Regions from separate parts of the Sus scrofa genome. Here regions 1 and 3 are each linked to region 2. The links are chromatin contacts, called in public Hi-C and HiChIP or PLAC-seq maps. All regions are on one chromosome and are shown on one strand. The core of a region is the stretch at or near the end of the contact, and the rest is flanking DNA. Distances in the headings are between cores, read along the strand shown. Region 1 has its middle 14 kb from the start of ADPGK. Region 2 has its middle 97 kb from the start of NEO1. Region 3 has its middle 57 kb from the start of ADPGK.

What was found. A called contact is a pair of places that touch in the nucleus more often than the background predicts. HiChIP or PLAC-seq counts read pairs in DNA pulled down with a chosen protein or histone mark.
Region 1: a Hi-C map of skeletal muscle shows a contact between it and region 2, with 2.1 times the contacts expected there. The contact joins two enhancer-like sites. A contact is called at or near these places in 1 of 47 Hi-C or Micro-C datasets (skeletal muscle) and 2 of 2 datasets of contacts at active chromatin or transcription factors (alveolar macrophages and skeletal muscle).
Region 3: an H3K27ac HiChIP or PLAC-seq map of skeletal muscle shows a contact between it and region 2. The contact joins two enhancer-like sites. A contact is called at or near these places in 3 of 47 Hi-C or Micro-C datasets (embryonic fibroblasts and skeletal muscle) and 1 of 2 datasets of contacts at active chromatin or transcription factors (skeletal muscle).

The regions. Positions count from the first base shown.
Region 1 is chr7:60,569,064-60,571,802 of Sscrofa11.1, forward strand. No RefSeq gene overlaps it. Among named protein-coding and RNA genes, the nearest start is that of ADPGK, 14 kb to the right of the region's middle. Within about 2 kb of position 1,303, at least 21 of the 83 cell types and tissues checked have an H3K27ac peak or open chromatin away from gene starts, as enhancers often do. A contact at or near this core is called in skeletal muscle, where this site is marked.
Region 2 is chr7:60,395,061-60,397,775 of Sscrofa11.1, forward strand. No RefSeq gene overlaps it. Among named protein-coding and RNA genes, the nearest start is that of NEO1, 97 kb to the left of the region's middle. Within about 2 kb of position 1,446, at least 9 of the 83 cell types and tissues checked have an H3K27ac peak or open chromatin away from gene starts, as enhancers often do. A contact at or near this core is called in skeletal muscle, where this site is marked.
Region 3 is chr7:60,525,384-60,528,083 of Sscrofa11.1, forward strand. No RefSeq gene overlaps it. Among named protein-coding and RNA genes, the nearest start is that of ADPGK, 57 kb to the right of the region's middle. Within about 2 kb of position 1,393, at least 3 of the 83 cell types and tissues checked have an H3K27ac peak or open chromatin away from gene starts, as enhancers often do. A contact at or near this core is called in skeletal muscle, where this site is marked.

The DNA.
Region 1 (2,739 bases), core at 53-2,552, 170 kb after region 2:
AAAAAAATACCTTATGGATAGTGGGCTAGTGTAAACTTCCAGGTAATCTGACTCTATCATAGTCTCTACCTGTCATTGTCTTTGAGCCTGTAAGTTGTAGAAAACTGAAAATAAAACAACTGACTCTTGGCCATAGCAGCAAATGAATTTTGTTGAGTGGAGGTACAATTGACTTCCCCCTACTGTGGAAGAAGCCAATTTTGGATCAATTAACAAATTCACTTCATTATTCTTGATTGCCAATATGTGTATCTGGGCTTTGCATTGTCCTTTGAATGAATTTTTAACACATTACTGATCCCCCGATAAAGTCTGACACATGTTCATTTTATATTTTTATGCATTACGATTCATCCATTTAAACAATGATCTGTTAAAGTGGAGACAATGAACGCCAGTTGAGAAAGAGATTTGCCCAAGGTTAGGTTCCTGTGGTTGCAAATATAATACCAAGCCCAGCCCTCAAATTTGTCTGTTTTACCTACATCATCAAGTAACAAGGATTGAAATATTTCCAATTTGACTTGAGTATTTACTCCATATAGACCTATCATTAATTTAGGAGATGCGGTCTCACAAATGTATATCCACACAGTCACACATGCACCAACACCCTGCTGACATGTACAAACTCCCACACAAGTGCGGGACACCCCCCCCAACCCCCAACACACACACACACACACACACACCCGGTACACAGCCTCTCTATTGCAAAGCTGCTTAAGGGGTGGGTGGTGGAGCGTAGTCCCTTCCTCTAGACCATCAGCTGTGCAGCGCAGGGAGAAGCGGTGGCCCCCTTACTTGTAACCCTGGGCCCGAGGCGGAGTGGCTCTCCAGTGCCACGTTAGGGGCTAAAGTTTAGGGAAGCAGGTAAAGCCCCAACCTCAGAGACAACTCAGCGTGGGAAGTGGGCTGCATCCCAGTGGAACCTGGCGCTGCCCGGGGCGCCACGCCCCCGAGTCTCGGAAGAGACCAGTAAGGCTGCCCCGAGGCGGTGGCCCCTGCGCCGAGATTCAGAAACCCTGGAGCCAAAACCTCAAGCCCAGGAGAAGCTGCACAGCGGCCCTGGGACCGAGCAGTGGAGGAAAAAAGCCGAGGCCTTCAAGCGCGGACCAGCTGAGCTTATAGAGCTTTTGTTTCCCGCAAGAAGAAATCCCACCACGAGATGAAGACCCCGCACCAGGCCTGGCCCACCAGCCTGGAGCTGCGCGGCTTGCGATGCCCTCCCCTCTGCCCGCAGGGTCCCAGAGCCTCGCGTCGGCCACTCTTGCCGTGGGCTCTCGGCGCCCCCTGCGGGTTCTGGGCCGCTCTCCCTCCTGGCGCGGGCCAGCCCCGGGAGGCGTCTGCAGGAGCAGGAGGGGCGCCCCCAGGATACCGGCCAGTGTAGCCCTCAGCCCTCTCTGGATGCTGGGGACGCTCCTGCAGGCGGGGCTTGGTTCTCTGCATGCCCAAAGGTGCCGCATCCACACATCTCCATCACCGAGGGATCCTATCCCCGTTCCGTAGATAAGGAAGCAAATGTTCGAAGACCGAGCCTGAGGCATCCACACGCACTAGGGGGCGTCTCCGGAATCCTGAAGCCCAGACTCACCGGTACAGGTCTTTTCCGCCTAGACCCCTTCCTTTTCCCTAGAGAGCCTAGGTGAGGCACACACTCCGTGGTATACGGTGCACTCTCCGTGCCCACTCTCCAGGTTTTCTCAGAACCAGAAAGGTCGCCTTGAGCATCATCCTTCCTGAAATGGGCTGGCAAGGCTGTGTGGACAGGAGTGCGTGTGGAGTAGGGTTACTGTCTACTACAGAAGGGAGGTACATCAACTTTGCTGGAAGCAAATCTGAGAGCATCATCCGGAGTGCCCTTGGACATAGCCATTTCACTTGTGTGACTCTATCCTAAGGAGACCTTTAATAAACTCAGCAGATTTTGCTTGGAGAATGTGCATCCCGCGTTGTTTGTAATAGCCAAAACTTGCCCACAATCTAACTCTCTACCAGTAGGTTAAATAACTACTAATCTATGCAGCCATGAAAAATTATATTGGATTAAAAAATGTTGGTGATATATAAAAATGTTCATTATGTTGTTTTTTAATGATTTTTATTTTTTCCATTATAGTTGGGTTACAGTGTTCTGTCAATTTCTACTGTACAGCAAAGTGACCCAGTCATACATATATAGATATTCTCTTTCTCACCTTATTCTCCATCATGGTCCATCACAAGTGACTATATATAGTTCCCTGAGCTATACAGCAGGATCTCATTGCTTATCTATTTCAAATGCAATCATTTGCATCTATTAACCCCAGACTCCCAGGCCATCCCACTCCCTTTCCCTCCCACTTGGCAACCACAAGTCTGTTCTCCAAGTCCATGAGTTTCTTTTCTGCATAAAGCTTCACTTGTGCCATATATTAGATTCCAGATATAAGTGATATCATATGGTATTTGGCTTTCTCTTTATGACTTACTTCACTTAGTATGAGAGTCTCTAGTTCCATCCATGTTGCTGCAAATGGCATTATTTTTTATGGCTGAGTAGTATTGCATTATGTACATGTACCACATCTTCTTAATCCATTCCTCTGTCAATGGACATTTAGATTGTTTCCATGTCTTGGTTATCATGAATAGTGCTGCAATGAACATACAAGGGCATGTATTTTTTTCAAGTAAAGTTTAATCTAGATATATGCCCAAGAGTATGATTGCTAGGTTATATGGTAGTTCTGTATT
Region 2 (2,715 bases), core at 196-2,695:
CTCCTCCCACTTTCTCCTAGACTCCACCCCAACAGCAGCGTGGCTCTTAGTCTGTGCAAAGAGTAAGAGCTGTACATCTGGACTTCCACTTTAAATGAGAATTAACTACCTCTTTCCTTGGAAATCACCAGCACACTTCTCCCAGGTAGGGACTATCTGGTGCTCCCTTGACAGAGGGTGGAATTTCCAGCACTGTCTTCTCAGAAGATTCGATCCCACATCCAGAAAGCTTCTCAGTAGGACAGAGGGCAGCTCAGGGCCTGTTGATATAAAGTCTCTGAAATGCAGGGAAGTGAGAGAAGGAAAATCAAAGCCCAAGACTGAACCAGCAATTAGACCAGCTCCTGGAATATATGTAAGTCAAATCAATCCACGAGGGAATTTTAGTCACGGCTCACTTTCTCTCTTCCATAGCCCAGGGCTGGAATCCTAGTCCTTCAGGCAGTGCTCACCAGAAACGCTGCAATATCCAACTTCTAAAATGCTTGATCATAGTTCTGCAAAGTCCTAGTACATCCCCCACCCCTTGTGGGTTTATTTACATATTGATTTATTTATTCCTCTCTCTACAGTGGCAAGCCTCTTGAGATTACACCATTTTATTTACAAAGAGCCTGGGCTCCAGACCCCATGGGGTCAGGGAGAAGGCCATTCTTTGGATGTGCAAGATCAGCCTTGTCAAAAATCAAGTATGGGGAGGGAGGGTAAAGGGGTGACCTCGCTGACTGCCCTGGTCATCTTGCCACCAAAGGAAAGGGCCTCCACTGGAGGAAAGTCTAGGGGAAGCAGGAAATGGAAATGAAACAGAAAGGAAGGTGACAGAAAAATCAGCAGGCATCTCTGAGTAGGACCTCATCAGGCTGAGGAGGGTCTCCCTACTGCAACCCCAAATGATCTGTTGTCCCCCTCAGCAGGTAGTCCGCCCCACCTGTGGCTGGGGCCCCCACAGCGCACGCAGGAGCCTCTGACTCCTCACAGGCTGCTTTCCAGACACAGAAGACTCCATGAAAAGAAGAAGAAAGGAAGCAAGAAAAAAAGAAGAACACACAAGAAAAAGGCCTGGAAGAAACTGAGATGAGGGAGAGAAATCTGTCCTCTGGCAAAGGCCCATGGCTGTAAGAAAAAGCCTTCCAGCGCTTTTTATAGATGACTTTTTTTTTCCTAGCAAAGCAAATGCTGGAAAACTCCCTCCATTCTGATTAGCATTCTTATCACTGCATTTGCCCTCTCTCTGCTCTCTGTCTCAGGAGCGCTTTTATTTTTAAGGGAAGGATTAGCTGAGATGCAGAGATGACACCTTCCCAGGGACCACAAAGGAATTCTTGCTGGCATTGCGTTGGGCAAAGCCATGCTGCCAGCCACTGCTGTTTCTGACCAGCTGCCTAGTCAGACCAGAGAAGCTGAGGGTGCCCCGGGGAACTTGGCTTTCAACATCCTTTTCAGGGTGGAGGCTCTGAGACTGCAATGTTTAAAAGGAGATGTTTGCATTTGCGGGGGATGGGGTTGAGGATGACAGCCTTGTAGGAGAAAAGTCACCTCAAGGCTGGGGCAGCTTTCTGGGCAGGACATGTGTGTTCCAATTGTGGCTTGAACTTCCAACTGAGGTTTGGATTTGGAACCCGAATGTGTCCACTTAAAGGGCCAGTTCTCGCATAGCACCAGTAGGCGGATCTGATGCACTCAGCTGTCTTGGCTGAAGGCTCTGAGCCTAAAAACTCCCCCCGCCAAAGGCTGCATTCTTGAACCTGCTGTCTCAGAGATTTGAAGAAAAAGTAGCAAAACGAACCTCATCCGGGAAAAGTTCAAGCTAATACATCTTGGCAAACATAATGAAAAACACAGACAGTTGCTTTAAGAGAGGAGCCCAGAAAGAGGTCAAGTTCTGCTGAGAGAGGCAGAGCAGCAATTAGATGGGAGCTTATGTTGCAGCGTGGCGGCAGAGGGGTCAGAGAGAGGGTATGACGTTCTGCAGTCAATTTCAGGAAGGGGGCACCCCGCCACCTCATGCTGCACTTGGTTCTGGGGGAGCAAGTCTGGAGCCTCGGGGTCCGAGGGCACCAAAAGGGCCAGGATGGAGAAGCACTGAGCAGGGCTGGATTTATGAGGCCATGTTCAAGAGCTCAGTGCAGCCTGTGTTGTTTGGCTGGGCGGAGAGTCGAGGATTTATGCTAGTGATGGGCCCAGCCACATGCATGCGGCCTAGTCCGCAGGGAAGGAGGAGAGTTATTTATTGATTTGAGGTTTCAGAATGAAGATTTCTCATTGCAATGCACAAGACAAAAATTTCAGCCAATGAACAAAATCGGTGACATTCCCAAATTCTACAGCTTGTGGAATACTCTTCTGAAGGACGTGATGGAAAAATAACGATAGGAGATACTTCCAATTACAGAGGGGAGATCAGTACCAAGTTCACAATTACATAACCAAGACCGACTGGAACATAATAGCCATGTTTTATCTTAGATTTAGGATCAGCCAACTGGAGAAAGAATCTGAGGAATGGAGATCAGAGGTGTGATTTCCACCTAAACAGTCTGTACCACTCGGCACCCCCAGTCCCTCCCCAGGCTCATGCTAAGATAATTATGGGGACAGAGAATAGAGAAAAACCCCTTTACATGCTTTGTGTGATTCTCAGGATTTTAAACTTTGCTGCCATTTACCAATAAGTTTTTTTGAAAATTGATTATTAAAGGGAAAAAATTACACATT
Region 3 (2,700 bases), core at 143-2,642, 130 kb after region 2:
CAAGACAGGGATGCCCACTCTCACCACTGCTATTCAACATAGTTTTGGAAGTCCTAGCATCAATAATTTTTAACCAGTAATATTCCTACAATAAACTTCAAGACCCTACATGTCTGCTGATGTTCAAATGTGAATAACTTACCTCTCTATTGCCAATGGGGAGGTGTCATATGTGTACGACTGCTGGTGAATATTGGCTACTTTAATAAGTACAATGAAATTACTGACTAATTTTTCAGTTTTTAGGAAACTGGTGTTTGTTTTTGTTTTCGTTTTTGTTTTTTGCTTTGTCTTTTGTCTTTTTAGGGCCACATCCGCAGCACATGGAGGTTCCCAGGCTAGGGGTCAAATCAGAGCTGTAGATGCCGGCCTACACCACAGCCACAGCAACGCCAGATCCGAGATGCATCTGCGACCTACACCACAGCTCACAGCAATGCTGGATCCTTAACCCACTGAGCAAGGCCAGGGATCGAACCCCCAACCTCATGTTTCCTAGTCGGATTTGTTTCCATTGCACTACGATGGGAACTCCCAGGAAACTGTTTTATAGCACAAAAATTTAATAGGTATGTTCAAATTCTTCTAAAGTAACTAGTAAGTGAATCATTTATATTGCTGGCGACATGATATATCCAACTTGCTGTATTTCTTCTCTTTCTGTGTAATTGAGTTTTTTAGTAGTGGAAACTGGAGGGGAAGGGTGAGCAAAAAGCTTTATAGAAGCCAACAGGCAGCACAACAAAAAATTCAGGAGCCCTGATTGTAAAGGGATTTTTTAGGGCTTCTCAGGGCAAGGCTTTGTGCCAGCATAGGCAGAGTTTACATCACATCAGCCATGGTTTTCCTAATTCCAGGCTAGCCCCGCAAGTGTCCATAGGCAACTCCTTCTTCCTAAGGAGGACGCAGAGAGCTCCATGGCTTTGCTGCATGGGAATAACATCCTCTGTCTTTCCTTTTTTTTTTTTTTTTTTTTTCTCCATTGGCTTCTCTCTTTTCCTTGCTCCAAGATCCACTGTTCTAACTATAGTTTCTAACAGGTGTGCAGCCAGGGCAGGGAGGCTGTGGTCCAGCTGTCCTCAGGCACATGGATTCTCTCCAGCCGTCTTGCTGGAATCATGGGGCCCTGAGATGAGTGAGGATAACACTCCCAGGGTCATGGCAGGGGGAGGGGCAGAGGCAGGGGAAGCCTCTCATTCTTGGAGCAAAGAAGAGGCCAGGAGAGTTTGCAAGTTACCCCCAGACATGGGAGCACAGCTCTGGTCCAACAGGAATCAGGAATTCGGTCCTGTTTTCCCTTTCATTGTAGATACTGCCAGATGTCTACTTGATATCCATCCCCTCCTCCTTTTTTATTAATAGATCCCTCATTTGAGCCTCACTTGGCTAGACTAGGCAACACTACTGGTAAGCTACTGCCGTATCATTTCATCCACACATAAACTCACTGCGTAGAAGAGTTTATACCATGCTCAGTGATTTATCCAAGCTCTCACAGCCAACTGATAGCAGAGCTGGGGTTCAAACCCAGATCTGTCCGACTCAGAGATTTATCCTCGTCCCTCTCTATCTCCTATCTCCCTAAGAAGAGAAAGAATCTACCTGCAGGGGTGGTAGCCCTAGAAAGCACCTCTGAGACCAAGCTTATCTCTGGGAATAAGATCATCCTACAGAAAAGGTGGCAAGCACTCCCCAGGGCCACCCAAAGTTTCACTCCCCTCTCCCAGGGCATGGCCCAGGGGTTAGTGCGTAGTATAGGCTCAACAGGAATGAAGAAATGGAGGAGAGGAGAGACAAAGGGGGGGAAAGAGGGAAGGAGGAAAATCTCAAACAGGCATGTCCTCAGCCATCTGCCCCAGCCCCAGCCCCAGGTTTAAGGATAGTTTATCAACTAGGATTTGCATTGAGCTAAGAAAAACAGAAGTGGGAGTTCCCAATGTGGCCCATTGGAAACAAACCTGACTCATATCCATGAGGGTGCAGTTTCGATCCCTGGCCTCACTCAGTGACTGAAGGATCCAGCATAGGTCACAGACACAGCTCAGATCTGGTGTGGATGTGGCTGTGGCCAGCAGCTGCAGCTCCAAGTTGACCCCTAGCCTGGGAACTTCCATATGCTGCCAGTGCGGTCATAAAAAAAAGAGAGGTGGAATTTTAACACATAAGAGTTCCCCCACACACACACACACATACACACAACCAGACAGGTAGGTAGTGGTATTATGTTTAAAGATGCCAAGTCTACATTCTCCGCTTTTCCTCATGGTCACAAAATGGCTGCTACAGCTCTAATCATCATGATCTACACAGGAAGAAAGGAAAGCAAATTTTTCATTGAAACTTTTATCTCTTATTGGACAGAACTGGGCTGGGAAATGTACAGTTTTAGCTTTGTTTGGTTTTTGGCAAGTCTTCTTTTCTCTGTCACTCCTTTCCCTGCCTCCTTCTCCACATCTCAGTTCCAGAAAATAATCTGTAATGTAAAAAGGAGGCTCAGCTTACATATGTCCTCAGAAGAAAGGACAAAGAATGTCCTGCCGAAATTAGGAAGATTCTAGAAAATGGATCCAAACCCCAGAAGTTTCAGAGTTGACTTTCAGAACTCTCTGCACCCATGTGACCCCCTGTGCTTTCTGTAGCTTGATAGCTCCTCTGGGAGAACCCTTATCCCCAGAACATATGGAGAAGGCAGAAACTGAC